Regions from separate parts of the Rattus norvegicus genome. Here region 2 is linked to region 1. A link is a contact called in public Hi-C data. All regions are on one chromosome and are shown on one strand. Each heading gives the region's core, a stretch centred on a gene start, on an enhancer-like site or on the middle of the called end of the contact. The rest is flanking DNA. Distances are from core to core; before and after follow the strand shown. Region 1 overlaps Arhgap21 (Rho GTPase activating protein 21). Region 2 overlaps Rps8l1 (ribosomal protein S8 like 1).

The links. Hi-C and Micro-C count contacts between places; a contact is called where the count stands out from the background.
Region 2: a contact with region 1 is called in a Hi-C map of liver, with 4 times the contacts expected there. The contact joins two enhancer-like sites. A contact is called at or near these places in 11 of 12 Hi-C or Micro-C datasets (the Rat2 cell line, Schwann cells, frontal cortex and 6 more) and 1 of 1 datasets of contacts at active chromatin or transcription factors (oligodendrocytes).

What each region holds. Positions count from the first base shown.
Region 1 is chr17:88,313,134-88,318,595 of GRCr8, forward strand. The region is part of intron 3 of Arhgap21 (Rho GTPase activating protein 21); the gene reads right to left. Among named protein-coding and RNA genes, the nearest start is that of Arhgap21, 65 kb to the right of the region's middle. Within about 2 kb of position 1,683, at least 37 of the 93 cell types and tissues checked have an H3K27ac peak or open chromatin away from gene starts, as enhancers often do. A contact at or near this core is called in liver, where this site is marked.
Region 2 is chr17:88,673,934-88,679,054 of GRCr8, forward strand. The region is part of intron 1 of Rps8l1 (ribosomal protein S8 like 1); the gene reads right to left. Among named protein-coding and RNA genes, the nearest start is that of Thnsl1, 53 kb to the left of the region's middle. Within about 2 kb of position 1,693, at least 31 of the 93 cell types and tissues checked have an H3K27ac peak or open chromatin away from gene starts, as enhancers often do. A contact at or near this core is called in liver, where this site is marked.

The DNA of each region.
Region 1 (5,462 bases), core at 433-2,932:
CAAGCTTCCTAAGATCGCCTTTGCACCCATACTTCAACAAAACTTACCAGTGACTTCACGCTCCTTCCCCAAGGCCTTTCCAAGTACACAATTTGCCCATCTAACTAGAGAGAACGCCACGCGCAGGCCAGCTCTGCCCTCGGTTCTCAGCCTGTTAGTTCGGCTGAATGAAGCTAAGTGATACAGTGAGTTGCTCTGTATGTGCAAGCGAGTTCCTGAAATGCTCAGGAAAGGCTCCTGCTGCATCCCAACCCCTGCTCCCTCAGGACGGCTCTTCCAAATCCTGGTGACGTTAAGCTGCTCTCCCCAGCTGCGGGTCACATTGGATCTGTCCCGGGTCCCTGAATCTCTGCTGCTCTGGCCTCTTTTGTTTGCTTTGCTGTGTTTGTTTTAATGTCTAGTTTTCACTTTGAAGTTTTTCTTTCTCCTGTGTCCTCTCTCAAGTAAGGATTTAGTCCTCAACAGCCTTCTTTGGGGCCTTGGTCCACAGCTAGTTAGCACTTCTCATGTACATACTCTACGCTACAGCTCTGAGGTCCCCTTGCCTCCCCACCATGCAGCGGATGAGTGGCGGTGTGCCTCTGCCTACTGCACACCCTTCACCAGGGCTGTCAGCCCTCACTAATCTCCAGCTGCTTGTGTTGCAGGGGTTTCTGAATGAACAGGCATCCCCAGGACAGGCATATACGCTCATCCATGTTACACGTCCCTGGGCGTGTACTGATGCCAGAAATGTCCCTACTCATGAATACCTGCTTTCCTTATCCCTCCACAAACTCCACTGAGCTCTGTAACTTCAATAATTTGCTACACGTAAGAAAGTATCTTTTTAGATGTGATATATCCACTACTACAAATGAAACGTTTTTCACAGGCACCTTACAATTACTACCTCTTAATCAACACAGTGACTTGCCCTCAGATCTTCCATTTATTCTCTGGTTTCACTGCTGGGACAGACTGCTGGCACATCTGTTCATGACTTGTAGATGGCCCCTCCTCTCCCTAAGAGCTCCAGAGCAGGTACTCTATCTTGTACATGGGAAACGCAGCCCCGCTCCCCAGGGACAGGATATGCTGCTCTTCAAGCATTCTTGGGCTAACAGAGTTCATCTACTCGATCCCTCACCCTAGAAAATCTAAGCATGACTCTCCATGCATCAGTAACCTACAACTAGTAACACACAACCCACCCCACCCCCACACCTGTTCTTCTCCAAAGTCTAGGCAAAGGTTACACATAAACGTCTCAGAAATGTCTCCTGAGAGGCTGCCGTCCGTTCCTCCCATCCTAGTTTCACCTGCCCAGCAGCAGTTTGGCAAACATCCTACGAACCGGACTCTTCCCTGGCAGGAAAATGATGGCTTCCGCCATAATTATGTAATGATTGTACTTACTTTTATTTCTGTGCTTTAAGCCTTATTTCATATTTCCAGCTCCCGGTGTCTTATGTGTGAATCTGTGGGTCTATAGGTTTCTAAAAAACGTATGGCAGAAACTATTTTTAATTTGGGAAAAAAAAAAATCCTTGCCCTCCACTTCACCTGAGTGGGGAGCCGGTGAAGATGTTGGTGTGAGTGACCGGTGGAAGGGCGCGGAGGCAGGCTGTTTTCATTAGCCGGTGGAGGAAGTGTACTGCATGGGTGACATTTTTTCAACACTCTGAAGGAAGTGAGGTTAGAGGCCGCGTGGCTTCCTTCCACACAGTCGGCTTAGTGTCTGGCTCACTGTACACACTGCACAGATGTTTGCTAAGTGAACGAACAAACAGAATGTATTTCTCAATGTCCTCACACTTAGCTGCAAATATTTCTGTTCTGTTTTTATGCCAGAGATGAGAAGTTATCTGCTAAACATCGAAAGCAGGGGAGGGGCTGCAATCTGTGCAGGCTAGCTGGGAAGCATCGAGGGACAAGACCAGGCTCTCCAGCAGGGCGGTGGCTGTGACCAAGTTGTGGGTTGTGCAGCAGCTAGGAAAGGACAGCTTAAAACCACGTGATTAGAGGGCTGCTCGGACAACACTGCTAAGAGAAAGCCCGGGCAGAGCCATGCCTTGGAGACTGCTCAAACCCTAGTGCGAATCTCCCTCTAGTTCTTTCACAGTTACTTATCTCTGCCAGCGGCCTCCGACTAGTACTCTCTGAAGCTGGCTTTCGAATTAAAACGTTTCATAATGAAGCATCTAGAACTTTTAAAGACATCTGAACTCGCATCTAGTTTGTTACCTGCCATCTTAACTTCACGTGTTCTGTTTCTCAAGTCTTAGTCTTCTCCTAAAGAGCGGATTCTGACGTCTGCTTTGGCCCAGCTCAATTTCTTTCATTACAGATTATCATTCATTATTTTTAAGTAGTATCAAGATTTTAAGTTTTCACCTCCTGGCTTATTTTACAGAACGTATCTAAATTTCTATGTAAGCCCAATATTGTCCTATTTTGTTATTTTCTTATAGACCTTCTTAATTATTAGAAATATGGTTTCTAAATCTCTAGGCACCACTACCTCTGAGTTACAGGGGCTGTGGGGAGTAAGTTTCCCCCGCACCCCCAACAGCAAACAGAAACTGACAAACCAAACTCAGCAACACACGGAACGGTCGCTTAGGAACAGACCATGGTGGCCACCACCACAGGTGTTAGTGTCCTTCTGTTTACCCACCAGGCGCTGTGCACATGAGCTCCTACTATGTACCAGATACCTACTTAATGAAAACCCAGCCATATAAGGCATTTCCTATCCTTCATAATCTTTGCTCTGGGAAGAATTCATAGAAATTGTTTCAAAAACATACTGATACCTAAATATAGAAATTGTTTCAAAAACATACTGATACCTAAATGGAGTGGATTTGCAGTCAGCCCCTGACTTGGGAGGCTGAGACAGGAGAGAATGGCTTGAGCTCAGGAGTCCAAGAGCAGCCAAGTCAACACAAAGAGATCCTGGTTCTACAAGAAAGGGGGTGGGGTGGGGGTGCGGGACACAGAGGGAGCGAGGAGGGGAAGTCAAATGAATAACTAGGTAGTTACTTTGCATAATCTAATAACCAGGTTTTGATTGTCTCCTTATTTCCCAGTATCAAATCTGCACTGGTGCCACAGGTTCTCTAAACAGGTAAACCAAGAGGCAGGAGTTCTCACCTAACCTACCACAGGCATGAGCCGTCGACAGGCTGTTTCTCGGAGCAGGGATTTTTTCCACAGTGTTATTAATGAACATATCTTCAATCTTTTACTAACTGTGAAACACTTCCTATAAAATAACCCTGCAAAAATTGAAACTAGCTACCACTTTTCCATTAGCTTCTTTATCTCAAGCAAAAGTATGAGAATCCAGTCATCTTTCTAAGAAATGAAAATCCTGAATTGCAGCCCTCTGGGGGTTACACAGACAGCGGTGAGGTATGAGGAGGAAAGGCTCTTCACAGTCTCAAGAAGCTCCACTGACCGGAGCCCTCGGCTACTCTCACTGCCAGGAAACGGCCAGGCACCTAAGGTACCAGGAAACCTCACAGCGCGCACGTGCACGTGTGTCTGTGTCTACCTCCAAAAACAGTATAACCAAATTATGATGTCTTACTAGCAACAGCAGAAGCCAAGTAAGAGCAGAGCTGTATCTCCGAGATTAGTGAAAAATGTACAGACCAAAAGTGGGAGGAAAACAAAGGCTTTTCATTAAATGAAACCTAAATTCCAACACAGCACAATGCTATGCAAGCCGTAGGGAGAGAAGGATCATGTCCACAGTAAGTACTAAAAAAGAGTGAATATGCGTTACTTACCAAACAGGAAACATGAAGGAGAAATGGCTTTCTTCATCTCAAAAACCAAACTTGTAAGGAAATCTGAGTCAGACTCTCACAGGGGGCTGGAGAGATGGTGGTTCAGAGCGAGGGCTGCTCTCCTAGAGGACAGAGGTTCAATTCCCAGCAGCTAAATAGCAACTCACAACCATCTGTAACTCTAGTTCTAGGGCAGCGGTTCTCAACCTGAGGGTGTAAAGACCCTTTCACGGGGTCCTACCATGAGATATCTTGCATATCAGATATTTACAATTCATAACAGCAAAATGAGAGTTATGAGTAGCAACAAAAATAACTTTATAGTTAGCTGGGGGTCAGCACAGCATGAGAAATTGTATTAATGGTCACTGCATTAGGAAGGCAGAGAACCACTGCTCCAATGCCCGATACTGGCCCCTGAAGACACCAGGACTGAAAGTGGTACACGGACACACATGCAGGCAAACATGATACCAATAAAAATAAATTTAAAGAAGATTAAACAACCAAAAAAAAAATCAAGATTTTCATTGATAAGCAAAAGTTTCTAAATACGTATAGTAAAAGCTGGCTTCACAGTCAAACTCCTACTCGAGACAACCACAGGCAGGCTGGACAAGGTCTCCAAAGGCTGAGAGAGCCAAAGTGTTCGGGGCTGGCCAACAAGGCAGGCAGGAGAACATCATGGCGGCTCTGGGCCAGACATCCCTCTGAGAACCTTCTGCAGGTAGCAGCTCGCCAGCGCTCAGCCCACTGCCATGACTACCCTAAGCAACATGTCCCCACGGTCGTCCAAAGTGGGGTTCTTCAACCCCACTCCTCCACTGCTTTATGGCCTGGCTGAGCCTCCCTGGATCCAGACTGAAGGGTGAGTGAGGCTTTCCTGACAAATCTTCCGTCACGCTTTCCCCGAGGACCAGATCCCTATCACCGTCCTCTCCCAGTCCTCTCAGTGCTTATCCATTTCGATCATCCCTGCTACCTCTGCATGAGTCACCCATCCCCTCGCTTAGCTGCTGCTGCTCAGTGTGCATGGAGAAAATCTTCAAGTAGAAAACCAAACCAAACTATGTGTTGATGAGCACAACCATGCAAACAAGCTTGGCTTGGACACAAAGTTGGTTTGACATCTAAAATCCAATCAATATATATTCAGTCTATCAGAAGGTGAACAAGAAAACCCTAAGGGGTATTCCGATTGATGCAGACCAATTAATCCCAGACATACACTACAAGACTCAGCATAGCAAGCGTTTTTTTGTTTTGTTTTAGGTTTTTTGTTTTGTTTTGTTTTGTTTTGTTTTGTTTTTCTGTTCATATGCTTTTCTTTTTGAGCTAGGGTTTCTCTGTGTATCCTTGGCTGTCCTAGAGCTCACTATGTAATCCAGGAAGGAACTCTGGCCACCTGGAGAATGGCGAAACGGCTCTGGCAGGCCTTGCCCTTCTCCCCAATTCCCTTTTCCTTACTAAAAACCACTAGATTACATTCCTGAAGCCAGCCCCCAAGGTCTGTTCCCTATCTGGCCACTTCCTCCTCCTGAGGCTGACCCCCAAGGTCCAGCTAGCAAAGTACTGAGTCCAGCAATCAAAGGCCCCTCTGGCTCACCTAATTAACATGCCCAATCAAATGCCTCATCCTTACAGGGCGGGGGGGGGGGGGGGGGGGGTGTTTCCCCTTTACCT
Region 2 (5,121 bases), core at 443-2,942, 360 kb after region 1:
CCATGTGGGTGCTGGGAATCGAACCTAAGTCCTTGGGGAGAGCAGCAAGTTTCCTTAACCATGGAGCCACCTCTCCAGCCCACGAACTAATTCTTTAGTTTAAAAACAGCTAGCAATTAAAATGGACAAACTCAAATTAAAATACATTAAAATGCAGTAAAAATACTCTGGGAACTGGTTTAAACCTTCTAAAACATTGTACCTCACCACATGTGTCCCCCTTTCTGCTCTAGAGTATAAAAGTTAAGTAAGAAAACTAACAAAAAATGCCAAGCAGTCACATCAAGTGGGAACAAATACACTCTTCTGCGATGGCAATCCTCAGGCTACTGTTGGCTTGAAAGCTTCTGTTTAAACGCAAGACACACAGGACCCCTGTAAGACTCTCAGAGAGAATCTTCCCTCAGGAGGGAGATCCTCAAGCCCCAATGACCAGACCGAGTCCACAGGCTGCAATCTGCAAGAGGATTTTTATTGATCAGGATACACAGATATCTGTGGGCGTCCCAGTCAATTTGAAAGACTGGCGCGCCTAGCAGAACCAGGGACGGGTTTTTATAGTGTTTTGGGAGCAGAAGCAGGCTTACAGAAGCAGATGCATGGTTACAGGGATGTGATTGGTGGAGTAGATGAGGCATACATGTATGTTACTTATTTTGGCTGTAATCATAACAGTGAGTTAGCAAAAAATACATGGTGGTCAGGGCTTCCGGGGGGTCAGGGACTTTTTCTTTTTCCTGCCAGGTGGCCCATGGAGCAGTGCCCATAATTTAGTCTGGTTTCTGCATTTTGTTTTCTTTTCTGGTCTGTTTCGTCTAAATGATGGGTCAGCTTGTCCCACATATCTAAAAACTTACTTTTTACTTCTATAGTTGAGGGCCTTGGGCTTGTACAATTTCCTTTCTGGGAGGGGGTCTTTCACCCCAGGAGTTGCAGGCATGGATCTCTCCTGGGTTCAAGTCAAAGATTCTGGGAACAACTGACTGTCCAGCACCAATATCTGAGTCCGAGTGGTCAACTCTATACCTAGGATTTCTCCAAATTTATTCCAGGCAGCACCCAATGTGTAATCAGGGCCAAGTGGTAAAGCTGTAATAACTTAATAGATGTCACCAACACTCCACTGCAGAGTGGCTCAAGCCTCAAACCTATCTGAACGCTTTTCAGTGTCGTGACTCTGTTTCTCATACCGTGAAAGTTACAATGTAAACTCATTTTGGCCAGGGTCTTCCGAGAGAGCATGTGCTATTAACTACTGGGTCTCCAGTGCCGGTCCGATTTCTTAGAGTGTTGAAATTCTTCAAAGACAGTTTCCCTATTGACACCAGCACTCTGGCTCTCAGAGCTCTTCCAATGCAGAGGTGATGCAAATGGTTTTCCCTAAGCTTCCTTGCCAAGTACCAGGGCCGCTCATGCTTCTGTTTCTTTTCCCACGGCGGGGAAAGGCTTGTGGAGTATCTCTGTGTTCTGTTCTGCCTCATGATAATTTTTACTCCAGCCTGAACTAGCATCTCGGAGTCTATCCTGGGAGTGAAGTCTACTGCTGTTTCACTCTACTTGTGGCGTAATCCCATAATATGGGAGAACAAAAACGGCAGGGTCGTATCCTAAATCGCCGTACAGTCTTGTGGGAGAAACCAGAGTGAGTGGTAAGTGACACACAGGAAGATGACGTAGAGAACCCACACGTCACGTCACGACGTGATTGAGGAACTGATGGGGGATACACCCTCAGGAAACCGGGGCAGCTGATGGCTTGTCTGTGTGCGTTTGTAACCAATCGCACCCGCTCTGTGCCGGTCCGCACTGCACCCCTGCAGCGGTGGGCTCTGTCAGAACCGCTCTGCAAAGACTCATCTCCTGTTGGGGAGGGAGAGAGTAAAGAGGAAGCAGCTTGCAGTGGCAGTGGAGGGATGAGTCTCCCTGTGACTCTGGAAAGGAAGGGAAGAGTCATTTCTTCCACAAGAAATGCCCGAACCTGCCTGGTGGGCCCACTCTCCCCGGCCCTGTTTACTGACTGGCTTTGATATGAAACCCTCCGTGAAGAGCGCCTTTGACGGATATCCTGTTAATTAACGCACTACTTCCTCTCTGCCTAGACGTTGGCAAGAATTTCCATGCTGTGAGCTACCTGAATTCCTGCCAATCTGTCTATCTTGTGCTGCTTTGCATAATGTGCCTTGTCTGGGAAGGTGCTTGGTCAGAGCCACTGGCTTTGGGACAGCTTTCCTGGAGTTGATTTTCTAAGCTGTGGCTATCAGGGAGCCAACCACACATTGTAGTCGGGTCAGACTGGGAGCTAGGTGAAGGCAGCACCCATGTTTTATGCATCTGGGAGCCGGTTTCTTTGGGGCAATGGGAGAAAGATGCCTAGAAAAAGAGATGTCAATTGCCTAAGTCTAAAGAAGCTACACGCACAGTCCTTTCGTGTCAGTGTGAACAGACCCAGTGGAGCCCAGCCAAGACTGGACAGGTCCGGTTCATTAGCATCTGAAAGCTGGGGCAGGGAATGGAGCCCAAGATGGCTGCCGATCCTTCCGCAGGAAAACAGGAGTGGAACTGACGGACATGCTTACATTTCTTCTACCTCCGATGTGCCAAGAGACTCAAAGGAGCCATCTCCTGAATGGTGAAGTGGGTTGTGCAACTGGCCAGCTGGATGATGTGAGAAAATCCTGAAGATTGGTTTTTACATTTTTCAAGAATTATTTTAAATTTTTTATTTTCGTGTATGTGTGTGCATGCTCAGATGTATGAGCAGGTCATAGGATAAGTTTCAGAAGTCTGATCAACTGTAGGTTCCTTTTTTTTTTTTTTTTTTAAAGGCATACACCACTATGCCCAACTGAGGGCTTTCTTCTGCTGAAGAACTGGCCTTAAAGTTCAGTCCTAGCCAGGGATGGTGTACAGTGAGACCAGTGGGCCAAAGTATGGTATGAGGAGGTCTTTTATTCGTGTGGCTTCGAAGGAGCTGGAGAGCCTGGAGGATAAACGTGCAATGTCTTTCTTTAACGAAAGATCCGTTTCCACGCTGAAACAACCACATATAATATTGAATGTTTAAAAAGAACATTGCTCTCAAGAAGATTCTAACTGTGAAAGCCAGACTTCACCATGCAGATGGAGAGTAACTCAAACTATAAAAGAAAGGCTCCCAGGAAATCATGGTTAGAAAGCTGAGTCAGCTGAGTTTGGGAGAACAGTTTCTAGACTCCGGGGTGGGGGTGGGGGTGTCTGTCTGATTACAATGCTGGTCTAGAGCAGTGGTTCTCAACCTTCCTAATGCTGCAACTCTTTCTGATACAGTTCCTCATGTGGTGACCCCCCAACCACATCATTATTTCATTGCTATGTCTTAACTCCCAATTTTGTTACTGTTGTAAATCACATCAGAATTCAGGGCCTCTGATATGTGACCCTCAAAAGGGTTATTCAACCTCCAAAGGGGTCATAACCCACAGGTTGAGAACTGCTGAGCTAGAAGCATCCACCATCAATACTTCCAGAGCTGATCTTGGAGGAAGCAGAAGTGTCTAGTCTTTTTGAGCTGGGGTTAATGAGGCCAAGATCATAGGGTTGTGTCTTGGAATGGGGATCAAGGCCAGTTGTTAGATGTATACTGTGTTCTCCCTTCTGGGTTTGTCCAGAGTTCCTCTGGGATCATTTGCGAATGAAGGGAATTTGAGTGCAGGGCTGCCAGGTGAATATCCTCCCCATTGTGGTCCACAACCTCACAGCAGAAGCTCTCTTATCCCCCATCCCCCATCCTGGTTCCGGAAGGACCCTGACAGAAGCTGCAGAGCAGTGTCTCTCAACTTTCCCAATGCTGGGACCTTTTAATACAGTTCCTCATGTCATGGTGACTCCCCAACCATAACATTGCTTTTATTGCCACTTCATAACTGTAATTTTGCTGTTATTAATCACAATGTAAATATCCGGTATGTGACTCCTGTGAAAGGGTCATTCGGAACCATTGCTGTAGGATGTGTGGCCTGGCCTGGTCCCACTGGGGCTGAACATGTCAGCCCAGAAGTCGGAGCCTAGATGACTCATCGCTGCAGGGACTGAAATAAACTGATGTCATTGTGTCCCACTGGAGACGGCTTTCTTTTGCCCTTTCTCCACATTTACCCATTCTGGGTTTGCTTATCATGACCCATTGGTTGTTCCAACCCTTCCATCCCCACCATGTGAATTAGTCTCTCCTGCACTGTGATTCTAATGCTCAACACAATGAGCCTCTCGGCCTGGCTGGTAACATTGGGTATCAACAGCTGAAGCTCCAGCGGCCCTCTATCCTTGGGGCGTGGGGGTGGGGAGGATAGGCCGTTCTCAGAGAAGGGCGTGTGGACCAAGTGCTTGCTCTCATGAGTGGGCCTTGTCTCTTTCATTACCAAAGTACATCTTATTCTACAAATAACTCACAGACAAACTATCAGGGACAGTCTTTTCCTAATATAAGATGTGGGTCCCCGAGTCATTTCTGCATTCCCAGGGCCCAGGTAATGAGACAGGAGTCAAGCTCGACTGAGGCAGCAAGGGTGGGATTCACAGTGGATCATGTGCTAGCCCTGTAGCAGAGCTGACCACTCCCCTGAAGGTGGCAGTGACATTCCTGTCGGGCAGAGGGGACATGCATAGAACATGTGGGTTCCTGATTAATTGGCTCCATGATGTATTTTTAAAAAAATGATCTATATCAATAAAGGATTATGTCAGCCTCCATCCAATTCCTATAAAATCCAGAACAGTCTACGGGACAGGGCAACACGTCAGTATTTCTACCTTGGAGCCCCTCCCACTTCAGGACTCCTTCCTTTCCCAGAACAAGTGTTCTCTCTACTCATTTATTTCCATGGTTTCTTTTTCTTGGGCACTGGACAATAAACTTAATGACCTTGGAAGCCACTGACTTGGAGTGGCTCTGGTGGCCATTGATTTTCCAGTACCACAAGCCCCTAGTTAGGCTCATCGAGAGCCGAGAAAGGCTGTGTTGCCATTCAGCAATGTGTATCCCTAGGGCAGTAACACGTGTTGGATATTCGGTGCGTGTTTGTAGATGGAGGGAGTGAGCGAGGCATCCCACCTGGGTCATCTCTGATGACCCAGAGATACAGA